Linked DNA regions of Mus musculus: all the other regions are linked to region 1. A link is a contact called in public ChIA-PET data. All regions are on one chromosome and are shown on one strand. The core of a region is the stretch at or near the end of the contact, and the rest is flanking DNA. Distances in the headings are between cores, read along the strand shown. Region 1 has its middle 190 kb from the start of Gm29835. Region 2 has its middle 35 kb from the start of Gm46343. Region 3 overlaps Kidins220 (kinase D-interacting substrate 220). Region 4 overlaps Gm36287 (a long non-coding RNA gene). Region 5 overlaps Gm36287 (a long non-coding RNA gene). Region 6 has its middle 32 kb from the start of Gm36441.

Region 1 (4,417 bases), core at 532-3,031:
TCATTTGAATCTTCAGACTCGACCATCTACGTGGTACAGTGATGAGCTCATGGCCTTTCCACTGTTGAAGCTCTTTTAAGACACATCAGCCCGGGACAGTGGTGACTCCTTGTGTTCCGATGGCCCCGTTCCAAGGCAAATGTTTAGGCTTGGCGGAGGGCTTGACAAGTTGCAGTCAGTGAGAGTTCTGTGCTTTAAAGAGAGATAAACATGGAAGCCTTTTTGTTTTGGGGGTTTGTTTTGTATTGTTTTTAATTTGGAGGGGGTGGAAGAGCTATGAGGAGAGGAGCTGCTTTCTCAGCAGGCATATAATAGCCATACAGGTGCACTGCCTCCTGGTGACACAGGGTGAACATTTGACCCACAGAGCCCGGTGAAGCCATCCCTGGGAGAGCCTGGAGCAAGTGCAATGCTGACTGTGTGCAGCCCTGTTTGACTTGGCTGTGGGCCCTGCAAACCTGGCAACGAGTATAGCCCAGAGGAAAACAGCCTTGACATTGACTCTGGTCAGTGCCATGCTCCGGGCCACCTGTGGGTTTCACAACCTTCTTTCTATTGCCCACAGCATCCTGGCCGGTTAATTTGTGTTCCCAGAAAAGAAAGATCCCATTGCTCTCTTGCTCTGGTGCTCAGTATCTGGTCCAGGTCGATGCCTAAAGGCACTCACCTGTGTACACCTCCTAGTACAGGCGCTGGGCCAGCTGTACCCTCAGAAGTCTTTGTTCATTCCGGTTTCTCTCCTGTTTCCAAGCACCAATAAATATGCAAGTTCTATTGCGATGGGGAAGAAACTAACTAACGTTCAGTAAGCACCTGCCTGGAGCCAGGTGCTGTCACACACAGCACCTTGTTTAATCCTCACAGCAGCGCTATAGGCAAAAAGTTAATACCTATATTCACTTGATAAAGAGGGTGAGCTTCCGAAGGCTTAAGCAATCTGGAGGCAGAGTGCATCGGTATGGACCAGATTTGCCTCCAGTCTTCCGAATCTCAGTTTATAGTCTGCATTCACTGAGATGCCTCCTACGATGTTCTGGAAAGAATAGTGCAGGTGGGGTTTGGGGAGCTCTGATATTGTGATTTTCAGATGAATCATTGCTTCACTTAATGGTTATAAAATGAAGGAGTAGACAGGTTGTCTCTCAGAGTGCTTTTGACTTGAATGTATTACATATTACACGCACACATCAACAGTAAATATAACATGCATGGAATTACTGCAGAGATGGGCAGAGCTGTGCTCTTGATGGAGTTCTATCGTGGACTCTGTGGAGGAGGTAACTCTAAAGGTATCCAGGAACCTTCCTATACCAAGAGAAATGGCATAAGCTTCCAGTAATGAGGGCCATTTAATTTATATATTTACAATAGCCCATTGCTCACAGCTCAGCAGTTCCTCCTCTGGTCTTCCTTTGCCCTGGCTAATGGCTCTAGTCTGATGTGTCACAAATACAAGAATCCACACTGAGGCCCCCAAGGGCAGAGCAAGCTTTACAGCCAAGATACATGGCTACACCAAGGGTAGCCATGGGAATGATTGGAGAGGGGACTCTGTGCCGGGAACCACGGTATGTGAACACTTTCACCATCCTCACGGCATACACAGAGAAAGCAGAGGCAGCAGCAGCGCTATAGGCAAAAAGCGAATACCTATAATCACTTGATAAGGAGGGTGAGCTTCCGAAGGCTTAAGCAGAGCTCACCGATACAGACCAGACTTTACAGCTGGGGAAACTGAAGCCCAGGAAGTTCACACACTCAGCTCCTGGTGAGGGGAAGCTTGGAGCTTAAGCCCATTGGTTGCTCTAGCCAGAAGAAGTATGCCTGTGGTCTTTCTCTTGTGTCCTCATGCCCTGATCTCAAAAACAGAAGCTGCAGTGGAAAAAAAAATAACAGAAAGAAACCAAAGGTTACTAAATAGGCATGATGTGCTGGCCACGTGATGTGAGTCATTTGAAGTCATTCTTGTAGCAACACCTTGTTTTTTGTGGTATCTCGAATAAACCATGGCTGAGAAACTAGAACAGGTCTGTTGTGTAGGGAGTAGAGGTTTTGACTCCCTGTGGTCTTTCTGACTACATGTTCTACGTGTTACCTGTCACTGGCTGTTGGAGCAAGTCGGTTTTCCCAGGCTGTTCCTCTCCCCAACCCCCATCTGTAACTGCTTCCCTCTTTGTTTCTGGCGTGAGAATGAATCAGTTGCCAGTACAATCTTCAGGTCCTACTTATGTTGGGGAAAACCTCAACTGAATAATGGAAATGAAGAATGCTAAAACATAACTCTACCAAGTAGAACATTTAGATGTGTGCATTTACTTAATGTCTTCAGATCTATGTTCCCATGGACCAGGGAGGAGTCAAGAATAGCATAGCAATGATTTCAGCCCTCTGGATCCTAGTGCAGCTCGCTGTAGGGAGCCAAATGCCCAGTGTCTTTCCCTGCTGCCCTGTGAATGGATGCTGCAATTACAGGTGACAGAGCCTCTTGGGCCTTGTGAGCTTCTGTGTGGATTCTTGTACTCGTGACATGTCAGCGTATACCAAAGCAGAGGAAGAGCACTCCAGGACCTGCTAAACTACCACTATAATAGGCTATTTAAAAATACGTTGAAGTGCCAGAAAGATGGGTACCATAGGCCTCTAAGAACACATTCAAACAGCCGTCTTGAAATATATTTAATTTATGAAATCTTGCTATTAAAATCCAATTGACTCAACCAGATAGCTATAGTTTTAAGGTAACCACCTTCAGGGGAAGAGTAAGGAGTAGGAGAGAGGAAGCCAGAGGGAGAGGAAGCAGAGACAGGCTGTTGCAAATTAAGGAGGCATTTCTCGGCAGGCATTGCGACCCTCTCCCCAGGTGCAGCAGAAGCACTCCGTGGCTGGTGTTTAAACCTCTTTTTACACATGCTTCTTCCCCCCACCCTCATTCCACGTGATCACGTGTGTCTCCAACCTCTACTTACTTACCAAAATGCATGACAATCTGTTCATAGGAATGCAAGCTAATCCCATTTTAAAGTTAGGCAATTGTCAAATTGTTTCAAGCTGTGAGAGAACAATGTCAGACAATCGTCTAGGCTGTTTGGAACCCCCTGGAATCCCAAATTTGATTCCCAATCATTCACTTTCTTAAATCATCAAGAAAAAAAATTTTTTTTACTGTAAAATAGCAAGTGTTAAAGTTGAAATGGAGACCTCACGTTGCTTGCTGATTTAAGAAAGAGCAAGCTTTTGGAAGTTGTTTGAACACAGGTGCATAGGAACCCAGCGGGTCTCACTCACCTTTTGGCTCCATTCCAAGTCCCATGTCAAGAGGGACTGTATATGCCTTACAAACGAGGAAGCTTCTGGCAACTGTGAACCAGGCCTCTGAGGGGAGCTCCGGGTAGGTCTGAAGGGCCAAGCCAGGCCTGGAGGGCCAAGGCAAGATGTAGTCAGCACAGGTCAGATTAGCAAACATGGCTGTGTAGATGAGAAGAGCAGAACATCAAAAAAGAGGTGTTCAGAGGTTTCTGAGAGGAGGGGAATAAATAGAAATAAATGCAAGCTAGAAGACCTGGAGGACTGCAGGTGTGTGTGTGTGTGTGTGTGTGTGTGTGTGTGTGTGTGTGTGTGTGTGTATGTGTGCTTGTATGTATGTATGTGTGTGTATGTGTGTATAATGTGTGTTTATGTATGAGTGTTTGTGTGTGTTTGTGTGTGTGTGAGAGAGAGACAGACAGACACACACAGAGTGGGGAGGGAGAGAGAGAGAGAGAAAGAGAGAGAGAGAGAGAGAGAGAGAGAGAGAGAGAGAGAGAGAGAGAGAGAGACCAGGTAGAGCCTCTATCTGCAATTATCAAGTTGAAAGGAATGTTCCAGAAAGGCTTCCAACCCACCAGTCAGTGACCAATGAGTGGGTCATCTAGATCCTGATTTGGCTTCTTCATATGTCACATTGATATGAAACCCTTCCACTCAAAGAATCAGAGTTTCAAAGAAGACAGTTGACAGTATTTCTAAAGAACACCCCAGATTTTCCTAGTGCCCATTGCAGGTTAGTGACTTCATTTCAACCTCTTGTTTCACAAATGAAAAGCAAAAGATGGGGAGACCTAGAGACACAGGCTGAAGATGCTCAAGGCCAAGCCTACCCCCTGCTAATCAGCTGCACTCCTGAAGGACAGGGGCCTCCAATCCCCATGAAGCTGTCCCTTCTAGTCTCCTTGTTCCATGGGCAGTCAACTATTCAGCTGGCTGGAGAGGACTCTGTCATTGGCCCCTCTCAGGTTTCACTGTGAAACCTTTTTGTTTAAGAAAAGGGATCTTTTCTCCCTTGGCAGTCTGCCTCCTCTTACACCACAAATAATTCTTTCTTTCTTCCAAACAAAGCTAAGCTTTCCTAATGCCCACAGAATCCATCCTAACCCCAGAG
Region 2 (4,343 bases), core at 1,173-3,672, 520 kb after region 1:
GTAGCAATGACGTCACCTGTTACTCAGTCTTTGTTCGTTGAGTCAGATAGTGGCCACTCACTTTCTGCATACGATGCCAGTGCTGGGACATGATAGAAAACTAGCGTTGCTCTCCTAACCTAACACCCAGGGAGGTTTCAGTATGAAACCTTATTGATGCTCCAAAGGAGTGTATCATGTGAAGACAGAAGCCCTGGGCACCCTTAGACCTCCATCTCCCTCTCCCCATCTTCTCCCTCTCTCCCCCTCCCTCTACCCTTACCCCTCCCTCTCTGATTCTCTGGGTTCTAGAACTTTTGTTTAACCCATCGGTAACATAGAACATAGCCGACCTCAAGATTAGCTATTCTCCAGACCTGAAGCAAAAGCTTTCTCCGCTCTTCTGCCCAGTCCACCTCCCCACACCATCCTCAACCCCACAGCTGTACAATGCAATAGGCCAAATATCATTCAACCTTACCAAGATCAAGATAAACCCCTCACTGGGCCTGTTACATGGCCTCCTTTATCATGACATGTCCTGTTGTCACCCTTCAGCCCCAGACTGACCCAGAACAAATCAAGTCTCACAGGGAAGGCATGGCAAGCAAGGGATACTGAGGAATTAGAGCTATCACCTATCACAGAGCACTGGCTGCAAGTGTCTGGGCACAATGGGACAGGCTTATAATCCCAGGATTTGGGGGGGGGGAGGGGCAGAGACGGAAGAATCAACAGTTCAAGGTTAGCCTTAGCTGCTTATAAAGTACCAGGCCAGCCTGTGGTTTATGTGAGACTGAGTTTTTAAAAAACAGAAGAGCAACAAGACCAAAACCACAGTGCCAGTGAGTGGAGTGTCAGTATTTTCTACAAGTATTGAGCTGTGGCCAAGTGAACTTCTCCCCTCTCAGCTGTGTTCTTATCTACATAGGGCAAAGCAGCATTTTTTTCCTGCCCCGTTGCTTTGAAGATGGCAGATAGGAGGAGGAAGAGGAGGAAATGCTTACAAGGGATCAAGTCTAATTGTCATGGCATAAACAGCAACTACCCTTAAAAATCTCTCTTTCCGTATCACTGTCAGATACTCCTGAAGCATCGCAAGACTGCCACCTGACCTTCAGAGACTGCCAGCCCTCAGGCTCATACACTGTCAGTGAGGAGACGGAGATGGCCACACAGGTTCTGTGGAGAAGAAGGGGTTAAGAACGGTTGACATTTATAAACCGGAGTCTAGGAAATACAAATGGTTGCTAACAAAAGCCATCTGGGAAGAGTTGAGATGACTCAGCAGGTGCCATTTCCATTTCTAGAAAAACAACGCAGACCACCTCAGTCTCACCTGGACCTAGCCTGTAGCTCAGTTGTAGTGAGTTATAGCTCAAGACAGACGCTACACGGGCCAGGGCTTTGCACAGCCCTCTCCAGTCACCGCCTGGAGTCAACTCGAAGTCCCAAGCCCACTCCTTAGAGCTCTCAGTTCAGAAGAACCTTCAGGGGGCTTCCTGGAAAGGAATTTCAGAAAGGACCTGACCTGAGATGCTTTCAACTGCAGGAGGCATTCCAAGGGCGGGCAGGTGCAGCCTTGTGGGGCTGCGTGCACATTTCCTGCTGGCTGCTTCCCAGCCTGACTTGCCAGCCAGCACCTACATTGGTTAGAGCACTCTGCAAACCTTTGTGCAGCCCTGGCTTCAGCTCAATAGTCCAGAGATTTCCCTTTGAGTCACGCCACCTTCAGATGCTCAGACTGAGCAGACAAACACACAGAGCTTTCTTAATTTTTTCAGTTTTCCTAAGTGCTTAGTGGTAGTTTGATGGCTAACCTAAAATCGCATTGTATATAAAGTTGAAGCAAGAAGTACTGACTAAACCACAGCCCATGCCTTCAGTAGAGCTTTTGCCAGTGCAAGACTTGACGGCTGTCCGGTGCCAATCAAGTTTCCTCCAGACCTCAGTCTCACCACGTCACACTATCTGAAAGCAGCTGGCCATTCCAGTGTGGCTCCACTAAGGAATCCTGGAGCCCACGTTAGCCAATGGCTTCCGCTTGGCTTAGTAGTGACGTAGACTAATAATATCCTCCTTCCCATGGCCTCTCTTTCCCCTTCTTCCCATCTCATTAAAAGAAAGAAAAAGAAAACTTTTAGTAACACATCAATAGCTGGATTAAGATCCACATTGCTTAGCCAAATGACCCAACCATAAGATAAATAGCTAGGAGCCCCCACTTCCATACTGGCTGACACCAGGCTCTGTTCTGAAGAGATTTACAGATTCATTTCTCCCTCACACTGATTCTATGCAGCTGATACTCTTATTCACACACACCCCACTGGACAAAGGAGGAAGGTAAGGCACAGAAAGAATGAAATCGCATGGCACTGACATCCCTGAGGTTTGTGACTCAGGCTCTCCATTCCGTGTGGCACGGTGCCAGGCACAGGCAAGGCGGAAACCATGGTATTCGTTCTTAAGATGCCCAAGGATTGTAATCTGTCTTTATCCAGACCCACTGGGGCTACGACAGAGGAAGCAGGGCACTTCCTTTATGGAAACCGCAGGAGCTAATGGCTTTTATGTCCCCCCAGTGAAGGGGCCCCTGGAGTCCAGAATCATCTTATAAAAATTTCAGGATGAAACCTGTTGAGACCACTATCCTCTGGGCATCAGCTGTGGCATCTGTAGGCCAGTGCCTAAGAAGGAAAGGCCACTGGCTAAAGTCTGGATGTGTCTTGCTGCAAACCATTACCAGTGAGAGGGAACCATCCCCCCCTGCTCCTAACAGGGGCATCGAGGATGCACGGCTCAGTTCTAGAAGTCAAAGCAAGAAACAGCAAGCAGGCTGGTGCCTCTCTGCTGAGGACCTAGAACTTGGCTTCCTGGCTTCTGCACAAGGCAGACACTCTGCCCCATGAACAGAGAGATGTCGGGGCCATTCTGGACTTGACTCTCTCTGCCCCACATCACTGGATCTCTCTGGAGGAACATATGATCTGTTGTGGTTTGAGACTGAGCTGAGTAACCCAGGGGCGTCTAAAGAGTGCGCCTTCTTAGAGCTTGGTCTGCACCTGCTGTCAGGACAAAGAACCGAGATTCAAAGATTTCTGAGCAGGAAATGTCGAAGAATAGTATATCTTGATGAAGGCGACCAAGAATATGAAAACGAAGCGCGTGCTCTGCTCACAGGGGCTCCGGGCCTACACATCTCCAACTCGCCCAGCCTGAAGCTCTTCAAAGGCTTTGAGGCCTGTGCAGGCGGCTGGCAAGTGTAGGGTACCCTCTTCACTCTGCCTTTCACAGGTAACCCACCGCCCACCAGACACCCAGAAAGATGGGAGGATGCTGGCACAGGAAGGCAGCTGTGAGGAGCAGGCCCCTCAGATAGCTCAGTTATCTAAACTTCAACCTGGAAGTTCAAACTCCGGCCCAGTTCCCTTGCTGGCTCCAGAGACTTGGCTTAGAGGTGGGCATTGCGCAAGTTACCTGCCAGGACCAAAAGGGACTCAAAAATCCTAGGGGCTTAGATGCACTGTGGACACTGTCAGGCAGGACTAGAGATGGTGTCCAGCCAAGGACACCTGTTGCCCCGGAATGTATTTGCCAGGCCCTGCATCAGCTGCACGTCCTACTGTGTGATTGTACAACTCAGTGTTGACGGCCTCCAATCTATCCAGAGTGTAGAATGTGGGCTCGGAATTGACAGGACTCTTAGAGCAGGGAACCAGAGTCAACAGCTCTTGGCGCAGTGCTGGCGTCGTGGGGGAGTGGAAGGGTCCACACAGCCAGCTCTTGTCCAGGCACAGCCCTGGCATGCCCTCCAGGCGTGGAAACTGCTCTTGGGCAGGTGGCTGAGGCTCAGAGAGGGAAGGGAATAGGGACATGGGGTTAAGGGACCTTGGTGGAGCATGCAAGGCTGTCTTCTGGCGCACCCACACCTCTGGTGACAGCAGCACCTGCCTTGCAGCTGGGTGCCCTCTTCTCCCCCACCCTTCCCCCAAAAGCCCCAGCGTCCTGCCAGCAGCGCCTGGCTCCACCTACACCCATCCTTCCAAGCAGTGGGACCCAGGACAGGACGCCTGCCTGCCTGCCTGCCGGATGCGGAGGTGGGGACTGGTAGGGGGTGGGGTGAGGGTGAAGGCAGGCCAGGCTGGGAGAGGCTAGGCCCACGGTGCAATCAAACATTCTGAAGAGCATACAGGGTTATACCTGTGATCTAGGTATACAAGGAAGCTTGCAATTTTATTTTTAGAGTATATTCATTCATTTAATTAATTAGCTTACAAATAAGTAACTGGTTCTATGATAGCACTTGCAAACGTACTGTTTTGTGATTGATTCTCGTACCCCTCCCTCCCATTTTCCTGCCC
Region 3 (4,270 bases), core at 1,651-4,150, 740 kb after region 1:
TCCAGCTCTTCTCCTGAGCAAACAAGAGACAGCTTGGTTCGGACAGATGTTGCCTTGAACACAATTTGCAAGCTCTAAAAGCAATGATGGATATAAAGTACCTTCAAGAAGCGACAGCTTTTTACACCTAACTGCATGAGCTGGAGCCTGCTGAGTAAAAGCTCGGACCTTCGTTTGTAATGCTGTTATTAAATCAAGAGTTTTCTTCAATCTCTAAACGTAATAGTAAGAAGACACTGGAAATTGTGAAGTTATTTTAATATTGCCTATTTAATTCTGAAATTTGTTTGCAATTAAACTTGATAGTAAATACTGTCATGTCTTTTCAGTGATGTATAGAAGTGATCTCCTAGAGGTCAAGAAAGACTGACACTGCTGAGCCCTTGGAAGCCTGAGAACCCACGGGCTATGAGGACAGGATGCCCCATTGTCTCCTGCTCTATCCCACCAGAGAGGGCCTCTACACGCTCAATCAATATGATGGGACAACGACTGCCAGGAGCACACACTGCTACGTCAGTAAGGAAGACAAAAATAAATACAACGTTTAGAAAGATGAAGAAATGCTATGGTTTTCCTTCCTTTGAGGGAAAAACTGTCTGCCAATGAAATTCAGTCCTCATCACGAGCAGCAAACTGGAAGCTGCTCTCTAGAGCATCTCTGGGTCACCAACAGAATGTCTCTCTGGAGACCTAGCCCACAATGGGCCCTCCATAAGGGGCCCTTCCTACCCTGAGGGCATCAGAAGATTCTCCTTGCCACTAGAGCTGACTCCTGAGCAATGTGGAGTTAGGGAACCAACGACCCAAAGTCAGGAATCTGGATAGAGCTCTTGGCTCCCTAAAACTCTTGCTAGTAGCTTGCTCCTAAGCAGAAGCCTACCTGAGAGCAATGGGTCAGCCCTTACTTTGCATGCTACATATATTATACAAAAGATACCTTTGTATGCAGCTTCCTGGGCAGATAATCTTCCTGTACTCCCACAGCATCTTAAGCTAACTCTTGAGCTCATGAAGCAGCAGGAGATGGCTCTGACAGCCAGTTAGGGCCTCACACTGTGCCTCAACTGCATTTACGTTTCTCTCATTTCAAGTGTACTATGCAATGGTCTTGGTGTTCATAAACTTGGATACATTTTAATTATTTAGAACATATATATATATATATATATATATATATATATGTATATATATGCACACACACACACATATATACATATATATGTATGTGTGTGTATTACTTTTACTATACATTTTATGCATTTATGACAAACCATTCTCCCTTACTTTTCCAGTATTTCTAGACAATGCCTTCTCAGAGTGTTTTGCGAACTTTGTAAATCTTTTTCCTCAAAGCAATTCACAGCTCTGTGGGGCCACAGAGTTCAAGTCTATGTAGAGGCCAAAGGCCACGCTGGTGAGAGTAGTGTAATCATCCAGGAAAGCTTCAAATTCCCTAACACAGTCAGGAGGCTCGCAGCACTTCAGGCAACCTGAGACCATGTTAATGGCAGGCCAACCTAATGATGGTGTAGCTGCCTTAGTCTGTCTAAGTGTACTCTATGTGCAGAGGACTGCCTATGGGATTCCCAGATCATTCCTGTCCTTAAGAGATGTACGGGCATTTGCAAAACCTCAAAACTTATCTAAATTATGCCTCTTGCACCTAAGAAACATCAATAAATGAAACACCTGTGCTAATCTAAACTGGCTGTGAGCACGGACACTGCTTTCCACCGATAGCCAACTTCACCCAACTGAAGCAGTTTGAGTTCTGTCTTTAAGGACCTGGGTAATCTTAGTAATAATGTAATTAAATATGCTGAGCTTTAGTATTCCCGAAATCAAACCAAAGAAACTGGCCTGCCTTTTCAGGTGGTAAAGCACAGAATCAGGGTGGCCTCTGCAAGGGCAGGAATGTATCACATGACCTATTAACCACAAAGGCTGCAGCCTGTTCACATTCTGGGAATGGGCAAGGCAGGCCACAGGGATGGCCTCATCTGGCTCCTGCTCCTGTGTCCTGGTGTAAGCCCCTATATTTCACTTGCTCCATGGAAGCTAGACCAGACCCCAGGATCCAAGCTGTGCCTAAGGAAGCATCAGGAGAAAAGGGAAGCTGAAGCTGGCCCACGGGCTGCTCTTATGAACTCAAGTACAGATTAAACTTCAATTATGAGAAAGGAGTCCTCTACCTTCGGACAAGGATACACTCGTCCTTTCCAACTCTAACGCTCTAAGAGCGTATCTCAGGTCTGAGAGCGTACCTTCACTTTCACAAGATCTGGCATGCATGTTCTCTCAGCCATAAAATTATAGGGAGCAAAACCAGCACGGAGCTTCTATTCCAAGCCCCTACTTGGTGAGACACTCAGATAGTTATCTATAACCTACCTGCTGGTTTGGCTGTACTTTGTAGGCCACGACCTCTATAATGTTAGTGTGAGCAAACTTATCATTTCCACAAAGGTTTGCTTTCCAAAGGTTTGTCAAAATTTTTGAGTGGTAAAAACAGGTGAGTTCATCTAAATTTTGCAAAGACCATAGTCGGTTAACTTTTTGGCCTCATCTCTTTGTATGTTATCATGGGTCTGTAATAATATCACAATTTGTTATGAAATGTTCATTTATCTCCTAGTTATCTGCCAGTGGCCTTTCTCATCATGTCTATGTGTTTATGCTTGCTGGCCAAAGAGACAAGACCAATAACCAGCCTTGCTGTGCGCGTCCAGCACAAAGGGCCACTGACTCCCCCGTTGGCTGCTGGTTCAGCTAGCAGTGTGGCAGAATGAGCCCCAAAAGCTCATAAATTTGAATGCTTGGTCACTAGGGAGTGTCACTATTACGAGGTGTCACCTTGTTGAACTAGGTGTGACTTTCTTAGAGGAAGTGTGCCATTGGGAGCTAGGCTTTGAGGTTTCAAATGTTCAACCCAGGCCTAGTCAGCAGTCTGTCAGTCAGTCTATCTGTCCACCTTCTTCCCTCCCCTGCTCTGTCTGTCTCTGTCATCTCTGTCTCTCTCTTTCTCTGTCTCTGTCTCTGTCTCTCTCTTTCTCTGTCTCTCTCTCTCTCTCCCTCTCTCTTTCCTGTCTGCCAATCCAGATGTACAACTCTCAATTCCTTCTCCAGCATCATGTCTGCCTGGATACTGCCATGTTTCCCACCATGATGATAATGGACTGAACCTCTGAACCTGTAGGCCAGCCCCAGTGAGATGTTTCCTTTATAAGCATTGCTGTGGTCATGGAGTCTCAAGGCCTAAGACTGGCAGGTTCTTTAGTTTCCATCACTGCTTTCATTGGCTTTGAACAAATGTCAGCTTGCTTTTCCTAGTCTTCTACAGGACACAAGTTACCAGCTGTTGTCACTATTAATTTCTTAGAAGCACAAGAAGCATGGTGAGCATCTATTATCTACTCTACCAGCTACAAGCTACCTTTTAGTGCTAAGAACGAGAGGTGTGTTACTCACTGACACAGACGCTGCCCTATGTGACGTGCCTTTATGTGCTAGTATTGAGCTTCTAAGCATGGCTCGGGAACTGCATTATTCCCCTTGCCCCCCCCCCCCAAAAAAAAGAAACCTTATTTCAAACCGTGTAGAATGCTCTCCTTAATGGACCCAGAAAAAACAATTTACTGACACATTTTAATTACAAGTGTTTGCCTACATTTCCGTACACAGGAAGAGCTAGTATTTCTGTATTCATCAAAAGCATTAAATCTTTCGTAATATCAGATTTTCATCAGAAATTCACTGAGTAATTTTAGTCTCTAGAACTGAATTGCACACATAATCCCCTGTAGCAAAGGCTCTCTGAATAAACTGAAAGTCACTTTTGCATACAATGTTGATCGTCCATAGGCCACAGAGTCCCTAAGCACCCAAACGGGACTGCTGTGACTCAGTATGCCTGTCATTTGTAAATAATTGAATTACACAAACATTTCAGCTAGAATGTCAATGACTTAAGAATCATCTCCTCATTGAAAACAACAAAATGGTTCCATTTTTGTCTCTTAACTAGATTAATTAAAAGGAAATGAAGGTTTAAAAATTTATCACCTATTTAAATATACGTGTTAAGTTAAATGTTCTTGATAAACTCAGGATGTAATACCTCAGCCTGTAATTCTCCGGTGCTTAGAGCATTTTAGAATAGGTCTAGATCAGAGAGACCATGTTTGCACGTGATAACATACTCTGAGCATAACACACAAGCTGGGTTCCTCAACTGCATACTGACTGACTAAAGTACGATTTTATGGCT
Region 4 (3,985 bases), core at 558-3,057, 570 kb after region 1:
CCTACTCTCTTCTTCCTTCCCTTCCTCCAGGGCACCCGCAGGCCCCCAGGAGACCGGAGCATCCAGCAAAGCCGATCTCTGTGAAATGTTATCAGAGGAAACACTTGAGAACAAGTAGCTACACCTGCTGTCACCGGCTTCCTGGGCCCCCAACCTCCATGCAGGTGTCTCCCTGGGAAGAAAGGACTCATTCAGGCCTGTGGTTGGTAGCTTTTCAGCCAAGTTCCTCGGATATGGCAGAAAGGAAGGACATCGGGAGGTGGGAGCAGAGCCCTCCCAGGTGCCTCAGGCTCCGAGCAGGCCACCTAACGTCCCTTATGGTGGCCCTCGGAAAGCAGGATGCTCTGCAGCTCACGTGATCACGTGTGCCCTGGGTCACTAAGACTAGAACACTCCCAGGGCTTCATGGAGGCAGTGTGAGCCACAAACATAGTGTATGGCTCTGCAGAGAGAGAGAGAGAGAGCTGGTGAGCCCACTAAACCCCGTGAGTTCGCTTACCCCAGGGATATTCCACTGCTGTGGCATCCTCCCCCTCACCACCCCGACCTACACACAGCATTCCAGAAGACCCTGAGCCAGCAGGCTTCTTCATGTCTCTCTCCCTGGGACATCAGCCGAGCACCTGTCCGCCCACACGCAGGCGCCGCACCTGGCCACCTGGCCTGCAGAAAGCCTCTGGGGCCTTTTCCCACGGATTCTGACCAACTTCTGCCCCCACATCTCTCTGCCTCGTCACGCTTGGGCATCAACCTTTAATGGTCATTCTCCCCCAACCCCCCAAAAGACTTGACGTTCTCTCAGGCCCACAGCCTGGTTATTCATGCTTGTTAACATCGGCTAATTCTCGATAAATGCTCACCTGAGCAAGCCCCCTTAGATGCAGGTTCATCTCACTGCTACAGTAGGAGCCGAGGCTAGGAGGGAAAACTGTCTTCATGATGTCCAGAGCGTGTGAAACAGCAGGCCTGGCATTTCAAGTTCAGTTGAGTTCTGATCCACACATACACACACAATCTTCTTCGAGGTAGTAGACACCCCTTTGGGAACAATCAGGACAATGGTTGTTCAAGTATGCCATGGACCACGAAGCTCACAAATGGGGATTCGAAACTGCCTACAGTGAAAAGGACACACTGGGTGCTGGGATGTGTTTACCTCCTGTGTCCTTTCATCTGCATGGGACTCATGTCGGGCACGGGAGGGACCGGGAGGCAGGATGGTAAGCACAAATGAGGCTGCCGTCAAAGACTTGGAGGAAGCCGGGTGTTCAGAGCCCACCAAAGAGCACATGTGTTTGTTGACTTTTTAGCATGCCAGTGTCTGCTCCCAGTACAAGTAGCTAAAGTGTCACCATCCTGCCTTCCAACAGACTTCTCCAGACAGGACTGGCCTCGGAGGAAATAAGAGGTCATAAGGGAACACAAGAACCAGGAGTGGGGGATGGGCCTAGTTGCCAGTTGTGTGACCCTAGACAAGACTCTGAAGTCCCTGGGGCTGGGTGGCAAGGCCTTAGTGACCCCCTGCTAAGATATACATGAAGCCATTTGAGCATGGTCAGTCCATAGGATCCTCCTACCTGGGGGGGGGGGGGGTCAGGGGGGGCAGTGACCCTGTCTCCACAGTACAGCCAGCCCCTTGCCACATCAATGGCATCCTGGAGCCTGCGGCTTTGTACTGCTAATGCCCAGTGTGAGCAGACCTGCCTGCCACACAAGGCCCCATGAAGAGCTTCAATCAGCATGGGAGAGTATTCACAGCACAGAAAAGGGAAATGCTGACAAGCATAGCTTTTTGTTTCAGGGCCAGAAGTGGTATCTGGAGTTAACCATTCACCACATTCCGCTGCAGCCATGGGTAACCATGCAGAACCATCCCATCCTCCACCCGCTCTGCCCCACCCTTGCCTTCCTCTTAGTACCAGGAAGTCCTGCAAGGGACGTGGAGAGCCCCAGGTAGATATGTCCTAGTGATGACTGCAGGGCCAGAACACTGCATCCTGTTTGTATCTGGGGTCTCTAAGCAGCACACCTTACCTTATCACACATCTATTGTTTCCCTGCCCTCCCTTTAGTGTGTGTGTGTGTGTGTGTGTGTGTGTGTGTGTGTGTATGTGCATGTGAGTGTGTGTGTATGTGTGTCTGTGTCTCTGTATTTATGTGTGTGTCTCTGTGTGTGGTGTGTATGTGTGTATCTGTGTGGTGGTATGCATATGTATGTGTATATATATATGTGTCTATATGTGTATATGTGATGTGTGTATGTATGTGTGTGGTATGTGTATGCCTGTGTGTGTGCTGTGTATGTATATGTGTGCTGTGTATGTGTGTGTATCTGTGTGGTATGTGTGTGTATGTGTATGTATGTGTGTCTGTGTAAGTATGTATGTGTCTGTATGTTTGTCTGTGTATAGGTACCTCTATGTGTAAGTGTGTGTATGTATGTGTGTATGTGTGTATACCTGTATGTGTGTGTCTGTATGTGTGTGTATCTCTCTCTCTCTCTCTCTCTCTCTCTCTCTCTGTCTGTGTGTGTGTGTTTGTAGACTAGAAGTTGATATCAGATGTCTTCTCTACTGCTCTCCACATTATTTTTGAGACAGTCTTGTCACCAACTCTGTTGCTCACAACTGCCTAGCGTGATGATTGCCAGCATGCCCCAGTGATCCTCTTAGCTCTCTGCCTCTGTGGTGCTGGGATTACAGAAGGCCATACTCCCGGCTTTTCATGGGATCCTGGGGATCAGAACTTCGATCCTCTTGCTTCCTTGACAGGCACTTTACTGACTGAGCCATCTTTCCAGCCCCTGTTAATTAATGCTAACCAAGAACCCAGTGCAAAGGAGATGCTCCGTAAATGCTCACTGAGCAAACACCCTTAGCTGCTTTCCATCCCCACTGCAACAGACAGACAGACCACCAAGGCTGGGAAGAAGCCACCGAGCTTATAAGGCAGGTAACCACTGGAGCTCAGATGGTATTGCAGTGTGAAGTTCCAGGCTCATTGTGAGTGCTTGCCCTCTCTACATTCTCCTAAAAGACAGTGGTCATTGCCGGGGGAAATCGAGGCAAATGGGCTGGGCTTTGGTGTCCCATCCTAATAGAAGCATCTATGTTGGAGCTCTGGGTCGGGTACACTGGACACAGCTGTTTGTGCAGCACCCCACCCCCCTTCACTTGTGGTCACCAAACTCCCCCCACATCTCCCCTCCTCCTTGCTCCTTTGATCCTTATGAACTCTCAGAGAAAGTGCCCAGTGAAGGGCTCTTGAGGCCTCGCAAATCCAGGAACAAAGAGCTACTCCTCCGGAGAAGTACTTCTGAGACCTTAGACCATAAGTTGCTGTAGCCGGAGAGCCCCACTCTGGCTTATCACACACACTTCCTTATCCCACAATTGGGCAACCGGAACTTTTCAAAGCCACTTATCTGAGGGATATAGAACTGGGGCTAAAAGCTTCCAGTGTCAAATCAGAAACTGAAAAACATGGTCCCTTTCCATCATGGGCCTACCTAAAGGAGAATGTGTTCCTGAGTCAAACTTCTCTTGAAGAACTTCTCTTGGGCAAGCCTACTTTAGCCAGCAGCCTTCTGCTGTCCCATGTGCTGGGTTCCCTGGAATAGCCCACTTGTATTCTTCCTTAAGAGAGTTGGAAGGTATTCCCCAAGCTTCCTTTCAGTAAAGGTTTTGGATGATAATTAGCTTTCACAAAATCACTGTCTATATAAGGCAGTGGTCAAGTGGATGCTTTCTCTGTCTAGAATGCCTAACGGTGGCTGCCACTGTGTGACGGTACTCATCCTCCAGGTCTGAATGGTAGTGCAGATAGCATCAGTTCTCTAGAGACAAGGATTCAATGCCAACCCCTTCTCCACACCTGCCCTAGGCTGGAGGGCTTAGAATCAGTTCTCCCAAGGATGAGACTTAGACCCTTCCAGGTAGAGCAGTTCCCAAGGCCCAGCCTGTATCCTTCTCCTTCAGCCCCTCCA
Region 5 (4,480 bases), core at 1,534-4,033, 600 kb after region 1:
TATTGAGGGTCCCTTGGGGCTGGGGTTGGAGGCTGTTCTAGGGCTCAAGAAGTGCATTGGGGTGGTGACAAGTCCAGAGAGTCTGGCCTTCCAGGTCTCTACAGCTTCTCAGCATACTCAGATGGCACAGTCACAGCTCCGTATGATACAAAACATGATCGATCGCTGGGCAGCAGAACAAACCCTTCCCATGTGTGGTCCTCCTTCACATTTGCTGGCATCATAGATGGGTCTGATAATCCTGTATTTGCCTCACACTTGAGAGGAGCAAGCATGGTCTGTAAGCCAGATGTGCACTGGAAGCTAATGGCCTCTCTTCACAATGAGACATTCGTTGCTAAGGAAGGGCAGCCAGGTGGAGAGCTGAAAGCTGCACCTGGGCCGATAGCTGGGTAGCATTGCTGAGCCACTAGTGTTTAAAGGTACCTTCTCAATGGCCCAGAGACACAGCTGCCTACGACGCCACCCCTGGTCGTCCTTTCCTGATAGCAATTACCCTTTTTGCACCTAAAGTAGACCCAGGAGTTCTTCTGAGAGCCGCCACTGGCAGGAAGTGACCGAGCTGTGAGCCACCAGCTTCACTGTGTGACGCGCTTTGTGACAAGCTGCCAGGGCCAGGAGCTGTAGCAGCTGCGCTTGAACTTGTGGCTGGCTGCAGTCCCTTGGAAAGGGAAGGGGCACATCTGGAAGGCGGGTCTGAGTGCCCCATGAAGCTCAGGGTGAGATTCCTTCCCTGTGTGGAGAGGTTGCAGGGAACACCTGCCCTGGGAGCAGGTGGTCCCCTATGCTGGGCCCCTGGGCTATTGCTTGGGTTAGCAAGACGTGCTTCAGCTGAGTCTGACTCACTCTCGTTCCTGGAACCGTCTGAAGGCGGGAGAGGATGCTGTGGGTAGGCTCCAACTGTATCATCTGGGCTGGGGCCGGTAGCAGATGGTCCTTATTTTAAAAAAAAAAAAAAAAGACATACTTCCATGTGGGCTTAAAATAGCACAGTTTTCACCACCGGCCGAATGGGGAAATGTACGAGCTAGTTGTTCACATGGGAGTGGGCACTGTGGGCTTATAAGCAGGAATGAGGGGGTCTAGGCATCAGATGTGGCCAAAAGAGACCATGGTGACCACCCCATGCCTGCCTTTACTTTGTCAGCTGGCTTACCAACCCAAGCAAAGCCTGTAGCAATTTCAAAACCTCAGGATCCTTCCAATTGCCTCAGTGAGCCTTGGAGAAGCCACAGACCTGATACACAAGGCTGAACACGGGGACAGCAGCACTTCCTACTGGCCTCTCATAGGCAGCTGGGGAAACCCCTTCTTCATGCAGCAAGTCGGGAAGATATGGATATCCAACGAGGGGTCTGAAGGTAATGTTGGTCCTGAGCTGATCTCTGTACTTGAGCCTAGAGAAATGTGGAAGCCAGCCTCTGGTTCTGCCCCAGAGAAGCTCTCACATCTGTCCCTCACAGTCTGTGTCTGTGGCAGGTTACTTCCTCTTTGAACCTCAGTTTCCTTATCTGTCAGATGGAGCAAACATGGGGACCTGCCATGGGAGAACCCCAGCTCATGCAGGTACCCTCCACAGGGAACATGGCATGGCCTGTCTCTCTCTAAGGGACAAGAAAGCCCTTGGCCTTTCCTGTCTCTGCTCACACTTAAATCTCACTATGTTTTGGCAGGTAGAAATGTCAGCTCTAAGATCCTGGGCCCCATGCTACCCTCCCTGAGATGCTGCTATGTGAATGTGGAGGGAAAGAAACAGAAGTTACTGCATCTTACTCCATCCTAAGAAAGGCTACAGTGGGCAGCCCTGATTCCCTCCTGCTGTCCAGAACCTGAGAGCCCAGTAAATTGGAGCCTAGGCCACTGTGGCCTTTGAAAGACAGACAGAAGACTTCCAGACACGCAGCAAAGATAAGAAAGCTGCAAGGATGCCAGAGGCCTCCCAACATCCAATCCAGACAGAGCCTTGTCTGAGGTAGAGGTTTCCAATGAGTGAGCCCCAGGAAATCTTAAGTCTTGGGGATATGGCATACTAGCAGAGGGGCAACAATCAGCTCCAGGGAGTAAAGAAATTAAAAGCAGCCCTTGTTGTAGCTTGTGCCAATTTGTATGGTATAATCACTCCTGCCTTGGCTAATGTCATCACTGAAGGCAAATTCAGGACCAGCAAAGCATAGTCAACTGTCCTGAGCAGCAACATCTCACACTCAAAGCATATGAGAACAGATGGCTCTTCCCATAAGATTCTTGCTACCTGCCCAGAGGACCAAGAACAAACAGTGGCATGTCTCGGCTGGAAGACAGAGGAGCAGAAGGGTTGTTGAGTGTTACAGGTTGGCTAGGAAAAGTCCCACACCGGCTTGTGTGTTTGAACACTTGCTCTCCAGCTCATGGTGCTCTCTGGGAAGTTTCTGGAACCTTTTAAAGGTGAGGCTGTGGTGATTTAAAGAATAGTCCCCTTGGGCTCCTATTTTGAATACTTGGTAGAACTGTTTGGGGAGGATTGGGAGGTGTGGCCTTGTTGGAGAAGATGTATCACTGGGGGTGGACTTTGAGGTTCTAAAAGACTCCCAGTGTTCTTCCTCTACCTCGTGGTTGTGGATCAAAATGTGAGCTGATCTTCCCTCCTCCATCACTCATTGTAGTCCTCTGAAACCATAAGCCAAAATAAATGTTTTCTTCTAGAAGTAGACTTGGTCATGACGTTTTATCAAAGCAACAGAAAAGTAACTAAAACAAGGGCCTACATGGGGGAAGTGGATCTCTGGGGAGGCAGGCCTTGAGGTTTACAGTCCTGCCCAACTTCCTGCCCCCTCTCCACTTCGTGGTCCACATAGAGATAAGCATATAGCTGTGTGTTCCTGCTAGCTTGCTTTCTCTATCATGACAAACTATACCTTCAAAATTTCATCCCAAATAAATCCTTTCTCCCTTAAGTTGCCTCTTGTCAAGTACTGGTCATAATAACCAGAAAAGGAGCTACGACACAGGGATAAATGAGAGGTTAAGGGACAGGCTCTTGGGCTGGGCACTAGTTAGCTGTGTCTAGGTAGATCTCCAGTCTGTTGACCTGTGTGGCTTTGGGTACTTTGGCCTCTACAAAAACAGAGAAGATTAGCATCTAGCTTATTATATGGATAAATGTGATGGTTAGTGGTGATTAACAATTGATTGGGTTGAAAGATACCTGGGAAATTAATAAAATATATTTCTAGGTGTGTCTATGAGGGAATTTCCAGGATTTCCAGGGAGGCCTAACTGAAAACAGAAAGCCTTTCTTGAATGAGGGTAGCATTGTTCAGTAGGCTGTGGACCCAGCATCATCCTGTGGGTCCAGCTGGCATTGGGGAGGGTCCAGCATCATCCTGCTGATTCCCTGTGCTTCCTTCAGAGTATGGGTGCTGTGTGACTGCTCATTTGTGTGGCAAATTAACACCTGGCTCTCCCACTGGGCAAGGAGTCCACAAGGCATAGTTGACAGGTATTTTTAACAAGGTTACTCTTTGCCATGAGATACTGTGAACTACAAAATGTCCCCAGCTTTTACCAACTGGTTGCTAGGAGTGTTCCGAGTCATTGAGATAAGAATCCATGCCCTTGGTCAATTCCATTTCATCCTAAGAGCTGGCATAGCCTATAAAGAGACCCCTCATTCTAGGTACTGGAATCCATGAGTACAGGAGTTCGACCTTGGTTTGTTCAACCCATCTCTAGCCAGTGGGATCTCAGAACAAAAAGTAGATTCTAAGAAATGCATGCTGGTAGATGAATCTGCAGCCCCTACTTACAGGCTGCTAAGCAAGCTATTCTGACTTCAGGATGAGACCTATAGGAATCTGACAAGTAGGGCCTTAGGAACACAAGATTCCAAAAACGTCCTATCTTCCCAGGGCTCAACTGGGCAGGACCCAAAAGCCAGCCCTCCTATCACTTCACCTTCCCTAGCATCCCAGAGCCCAGGAGATGATGTAGCTGCTTCTTCTGCCTTGTAGCAGGAGGTAGAACTGCTCTCTCTCTCTCTCTCTCTCTCTCTCTCTCTCTCTCTCTCTCTCTCTCTCTCTCTCTCTCTCTCTGTTAGAATCCTTGTACTCCCTGTCTACTGCCAATCTTTTGAAGGCCTGACCAGTGAACTACTATTCAGTGAGAAGCAAGCTGGGAAGCAGGAGCCAATCACAGACAAGCAAGTGAGCACAGCTGTGGGGATGTAGAAGCCACTCAATGTTCCAGGGCAATGTAGAAATTCTTAATTCAAACCCTTTCCTCGGGCTTCTAGTTCTCTCTGTCCATCACACTGTTGAGTGTCTGTCCAATCATCCAAATGCTGGCCACTTGAGGATCCACAAGGAGCATCTGGCTCTGTGTTCGTTCCACTTAGTCAACAAGCACATCACCAACACTCACATGTGTCATGCTGTTTGCTCCAGAATTGACATCCATACTCCCCTGTGTTGGCCTCGCTGTATCACTGTCTAGCTATTCCATC
Region 6 (4,471 bases), core at 405-2,904, 540 kb after region 1:
CCCTCTTCTGGAGTGTCTGAAGACAGCTACGGTGTACTTACATATAATAAATAAATAAATCTTTAAAGAAAAGAAGGAGGAGGAAGAGGAGGAAGAGGAGGAAGAGGGAAAGGGGAAGGAGGAGGAGGAGAAGGAGGAGAAGGGGGAGAAGGGGGAGAAGGGGGAGAAGGGGGAGAAGGGGGAGAAGGGGGAGAAGGGGGAGAAGGGGGAGAAGGGGGAGAAGGGGGAGAAGGGGGAGAAGGGGGAGAAGGGGGAGAAGGGGGAGAAGGGGGAGAAGGGGGAGAAGGGGGAGAAGAAGAAGAAGAAGAAGAAGAAGAAGAAGAAGAAGAAGAAGAAGAAGAAGAAGAAGAAGAAGAAGAAGAAGAAGAAGAAGAAGAAGAAGAAGAAGAAGAAGACGACTTCTTGTGTTTTGCAGATTGTATCTTGGATATTCTAAGTTTCTAGGCTAATATCACAGCAAAACCTCTCCTGGGCATATACCCAGAAGATGTTCCAACTGGTAATAAGGACACATGCTCTACTATGCTCATTAAGCAGCCTTATTTATAATAGTCAGAAGCTGGAAAGAACCCAGATGTCCCTCAACAGAGGAATGGATACAGAAAATGTGGTACATTTACACAATGGAGTACTACTCCCCGCTATTAAAAACAATGAATTTGTGAAACTCTTGGGCAAATGGATGGATCTGGAAGATATCATCCTGAGTGAGGTAACCCAATCACAAAAGGACTCACTTGATATGCACTCACTGATAAGTGGGTGGTCCTTTTCTTAACTCCTGGGCTTTGGTATGGGACAAGGGATGGGGATGCCAAGGTGTCAGTTGTCAGATCTCAAGCTCACTCCTCACTCACAGCCCAGAGCCCAAACTCCCCCGTGTCCACGGGTGCCCAAGGGCTGAGGAGAACATCATTTAGTGGCTATAAGAGCTTGTGAGCCACTCATTGCACCATACACTGAGGGGGGGTGGGTAACTCAGCGAGATTGAGAAACCTCAGTTTCTGCTTCCTAAATATCTAATTCTTTATTTAAGATTTGGCCTTGTTGCCAGAAATTAGCAAGTGACAATGTATTTTGACTCTTTAAAGTGTGCTGGGAACACATGAATCTACTTTTCCATAAAAGAGATTACTAATCGATACTTAAATTTATGATGGTCAGAAATGATATATAAGACATTTCCACAATGTTAAGACCTCGAGAGTGAGTGAGAGGCTGGAAGATAGCTCAGTGGGTAAAGCGCTTTCTACACAAGATCCCAGAACCTTCGTAAAAGATGGATGCCACAGCACATCTGACCAAAACGCTCCTACAGAGAGACAAGGGGCAGAGACAGGAGCTCATAAGCCAACCAGCATGTGTAGCAAAAAACCACAGAGACCCTGTCTAAAACAAGCTGGAAGGTCCCTGATATGAGTCACATGACACTGTGAGGGTGAGAGAATAAATTAGAAGTCTAAAGAACCCAACTCGTATAACATTACCTGCCTGATTCTTCCTCTTTAAGGACTTACCCAGCCATCTACCAGCAAGCACAGCTACCAACTACCAAATGCATATATTCTTGGCACGCTGTCTTAGACTGTGCAAGCTCTGTGATGTGGGTAATATTGTTTTTCCCATGCAGATGACTTTTTTATTGTGGTAAGAACTCTCAATATGAGATTGCCCGTGTTAACAGACATGCAAGTATTCAGGAAATTGCTGCTCACTGGAGGCCCAATGTCTATAGCTTATACATTCAGCATCAGGGAAACTTCCTGTCTGTTCCCTTCTCTCTCCACTTCCTGGTATCATTCCATTCACTGAGGCCATGAATGTGGCTACTTCCAAATGCCACAAGTACATGAAATCATATAGTGTTTGTTTTCTATGGCTGGCATATTTTACTTAGTAAATGTCCTCAAGGCTTACCCATTCCTTCTTCTTGAGGGCTAAATAATATTCCATCCTTTGTAGATGCTATGTTTTCTTTACACATCTTTCTGTCAGTGGACATTTATTAGGACTGTTTCTACATCTTTCCTATGTAGGCAGTGTGATTAAACCCATTTAACAGATGAGCTAACTGAGAGTCAGAGAAGTCAGGAAGCCCTCAAATTCAAGTACCCTTGTCAAACCGGGTCTTGACTGACTCCCCACCTTCTCCCTGCCTATGGCTTGTATACCTCAAGCATTAGCAGTCACATAGAGGGAAGTTGCCAGAGTCCCCTTTCTCTCTGTTTTACAGGTAGCCTGCAGATCCTGCCAGGCCTGCCTGCAGGTGCTAAATACGAAGGGAGCCAGGCAAGGCTAAGCCATCCTATTTTAAAGGCCCATTTCTACCATTCCACATTATCCTCCTCCAACCTGCAATGAAAACACACAGGGGAGGGGTGTAAAAGTCTTGTGGTGTGTGGCCTGGCCGGGCATGTTTTATACCCACAGGGTCAGTTTCCTTGGGCTGGCAAGTGCTAAGTAGGCTGCTGGCTTCCAGGGATATCCTAGCCAGAGAGAGTAGAGTGGTGAGAGAGGAAACAGTAGCCAATTAGGACAGTTTTACTGCCTGGAGTCCCAGGAGGGGAATCTGGGCCATCCCCGTGGAGAAGGGATTGGCTGGGAAAAGATTCACGAAAAAGGAGGTGCTGCCATGGTGTTAAGACCAGACTGAAGAAAGAAAGAGACCAGTGACCTTGTTAGGCATCTCTGTGTCTCTGTAGGGATGGGTGGACTAAGGCAGTGTGAGTCACCTGGATGACCCACCAGCAGTTCCTCCTGCCCTGAGACGGGAGAGAAGGGTGTACTTACACGTGGATGCAAGGCAGAGAGTACGCTCTTCACCTCAGCACTAAAACACGAACTGAGGAGCTGGGCGAGGAGCCCTTTGGGATTTGTTCCTTCTGGTTGGGAAATGCACCCAGGAAGGTTAGTTAGGAGGGTTCGAATGAAGAATCTCTTGGGTGAGTGTAACCAAACAGCCTTTGCGGTCCCCCTTCCTTGGGAACTTACCGGACTTAACAGGAAGTCCCCTTTACCCAGACCACTTCCCAGCATCAGAAAGAACAGGACATCCTGTCCCCACAGCTCTGCAAGGTCAAATCAACCAGCGGCATCTCTGTCCCCTTTTCTCACCAGAGGCCAGCGCACGGCCTCCTCATCAACATTCTGCCGGCTGGGCGTCGAAGCTGCGGGAACTGAGAAGTAGGTCACCCCACAGGCTAGGAAGGCTGCTGTGTGGTTTCAGCTAACTGGGTTGCTGGAAAGCCCCCCTGCCCACAGTTATCCCCTGAGTCACCACCTCACAGTGGCGAGGCAGCAGGCTGACTCCGTCTGAGCTCAGCTCGCAAGGCTGTGCTGTGTGGGGCATGGGAGGAGTGAAACCCACCTCTGAAACAAAATCCAATAGTATCACCCTTCAAGAGCCTTCCAGAAACCAGCCTTGGTAGAGGAGCACCCGGGGGCACTGTTGGGGAGGACTCTGCCTTTGTCCTAGATCCCCAGTACTCTGACAGATCTAAGCACTTGGGCCACAGGAGCTGGAAGCAGAAGTGGCCCAAAGGTCTGGGAGGTTTCAGGGGACACAGGTCAGGTGTACAGAGAGAGAAGCCTGGGACCAGAGGACATCAGGGTAAGAGCCACCCGTAGCTAGGTGGCAGTTGTTTAGATCCCTATGCAGAGTCAGAACAAGGGAGGAGGGTAGTGCAGTATTCACCCTCTTTTTCACCTTCTTTGGCCCCGTGTGTTTTTTGTTTGGTTGATTTTGGAGGTTTTGGGTGGGTTTTTTTTTGTTTGCTTGCTTGCTTTTTTTTTTTTTTTTTTTGGTTTTGGTTTTGGTTTTTTGGTTTTGTTTTCATTAATTTATTTATTTACTTTACATCCCAATGGAAGTTTCCCCATCCCCCTCTTCTCTCAGTCCCTCCCTCTCAACGCCCCTCCCCTCACCCTCCCCCCTTTCTCCTTAGAGAAGGGGAGCCTTCCCTTGGATATTATCCCACCTTGATATATCAAGTTCTAATAGGACTCGGTGCATTTTATTCTAGTGGGGCTAGGCAAGGCAGTCCAGTTAGTGGGGAAGGGATCCAAAGGCAGACAACAGAGTCAGTGACAGCCCCTGCTCCTGCTGTTAGGGGTCCCACATGAAGACCAAGTTGCACATCTGTTACATATGTGCAGGGGGCCTAGGTCTGACCTGTGTACGCTCTGTGGTTGGTGATTCAGTCTCAGTGAGCCCCGATAAGGCTCGTGTGTCTTGCTAAGGAGGTGGCATTGTACCTGAAGACACTGGAGCCGGTCTGGGTATTTTCTGGTGGAAAATTATGACCAGATATCTACTTTAGAAAGATGCCTCTGGGGCTGGGCAGTCCATTCAATCAGTAAAGCACTTGCAAGATCCGAATTAGATCTTCATAGCCCATGTAAAAGAAAAGGCATGTGGCATGGCTCCCATTCATAATCCCCATATTGGGTAGACAGAGACAGGCAGATTTCT

Evidence for each region. ChIA-PET counts read pairs in DNA pulled down with a chosen protein or histone mark.
Region 2: an RNA polymerase II ChIA-PET map of memory CD8 T cells shows a contact between it and region 1, with 8 read pairs. The contact joins two enhancer-like sites.
Region 3: an RNA polymerase II ChIA-PET map of memory CD8 T cells shows a contact between it and region 1, with 7 times the contacts expected there. The contact joins two enhancer-like sites. A contact is called at or near these places in 4 of 115 datasets of contacts at active chromatin or transcription factors (astrocytes, embryonic stem cells, large pre-B cells and 1 more).
Region 4: a contact with region 1 is called in an RNA polymerase II ChIA-PET map of memory CD8 T cells, with 6 times the contacts expected there. The contact joins two enhancer-like sites. A contact is called at or near these places in 1 of 39 promoter capture datasets (liver), 4 of 484 Hi-C or Micro-C datasets (all in liver) and 6 of 115 datasets of contacts at active chromatin or transcription factors (CD8 T cells, T-cell acute lymphoblastic leukemia, embryonic stem cells and 3 more).
Region 5: an RNA polymerase II ChIA-PET map of memory CD8 T cells shows a contact between it and region 1, with 4 times the contacts expected there. The contact joins two enhancer-like sites. A contact is called at or near these places in 1 of 39 promoter capture datasets (liver), 2 of 484 Hi-C or Micro-C datasets (cortical neurons and liver) and 3 of 115 datasets of contacts at active chromatin or transcription factors (CD8 T cells, memory CD8 T cells and pancreatic cancer cells).
Region 6: a contact with region 1 is called in an RNA polymerase II ChIA-PET map of effector CD8 T cells, with 11 read pairs. The contact joins two enhancer-like sites. A contact is called at or near these places in 1 of 39 promoter capture datasets (liver), 5 of 484 Hi-C or Micro-C datasets (all in liver) and 6 of 115 datasets of contacts at active chromatin or transcription factors (CD8 T cells, T-cell acute lymphoblastic leukemia, effector CD8 T cells and 2 more).

The regions. Positions count from the first base shown.
Region 1 is chr12:25,782,090-25,786,506 of GRCm38.p6, reverse strand. No RefSeq gene overlaps it. Among named protein-coding and RNA genes, the nearest start is that of Gm29835, 190 kb to the left of the region's middle. Within about 2 kb of position 1,781, at least 29 of the 459 cell types and tissues checked have an H3K27ac peak or open chromatin away from gene starts, as enhancers often do. A contact at or near this core is called in CD8 T cells, effector CD8 T cells and memory CD8 T cells, where this site is marked.
Region 2 is chr12:25,266,585-25,270,927 of GRCm38.p6, reverse strand. No RefSeq gene overlaps it. Among named protein-coding and RNA genes, the nearest start is that of Gm46343, 35 kb to the left of the region's middle. Within about 2 kb of position 2,422, at least 77 of the 459 cell types and tissues checked have an H3K27ac peak or open chromatin away from gene starts, as enhancers often do. A contact at or near this core is called in memory CD8 T cells, where this site is marked.
Region 3 is chr12:25,041,946-25,046,215 of GRCm38.p6, reverse strand. Kidins220 (kinase D-interacting substrate 220) reads right to left here. Exons shown (of 32, transcript NM_001081378.1): 27 at 1-13. Among named protein-coding and RNA genes, the nearest start is that of Id2, 52 kb to the left of the region's middle. Within about 2 kb of position 2,900, at least 1 of the 459 cell types and tissues checked has an H3K27ac peak or open chromatin away from gene starts, as enhancers often do. A contact at or near this core is called in memory CD8 T cells, where this site is marked.
Region 4 is chr12:25,214,798-25,218,782 of GRCm38.p6, reverse strand. Gm36287 (a long non-coding RNA gene) reads right to left here. Exons shown (of 9, transcript XR_003950180.1): 7 at 861-1,038. Among named protein-coding and RNA genes, the nearest start is that of Gm36441, 7.2 kb to the right of the region's middle. Within about 2 kb of position 1,807, at least 93 of the 459 cell types and tissues checked have an H3K27ac peak or open chromatin away from gene starts, as enhancers often do. A contact at or near this core is called in CD8 T cells and memory CD8 T cells, where this site is marked.
Region 5 is chr12:25,185,709-25,190,188 of GRCm38.p6, reverse strand. All of the region lies in intron 5 of Gm36287 (a long non-coding RNA gene), which reads right to left. Gm36496 (a long non-coding RNA gene) reads left to right here. Exons shown (of 3, transcript XR_381348.4): 1 at 1-719; 2 at 1,148-1,361; 3 at 1,674-2,684. Among named protein-coding and RNA genes, the nearest start is that of Gm36496, 2.9 kb to the left of the region's middle. Within about 2 kb of position 2,783, at least 10 of the 459 cell types and tissues checked have an H3K27ac peak or open chromatin away from gene starts, as enhancers often do. A contact at or near this core is called in CD8 T cells and memory CD8 T cells, where this site is marked.
Region 6 is chr12:25,239,029-25,243,499 of GRCm38.p6, reverse strand. No RefSeq gene overlaps it. Among named protein-coding and RNA genes, the nearest start is that of Gm36441, 32 kb to the right of the region's middle. Within about 2 kb of position 1,654, at least 106 of the 459 cell types and tissues checked have an H3K27ac peak or open chromatin away from gene starts, as enhancers often do. A contact at or near this core is called in CD8 T cells and effector CD8 T cells, where this site is marked.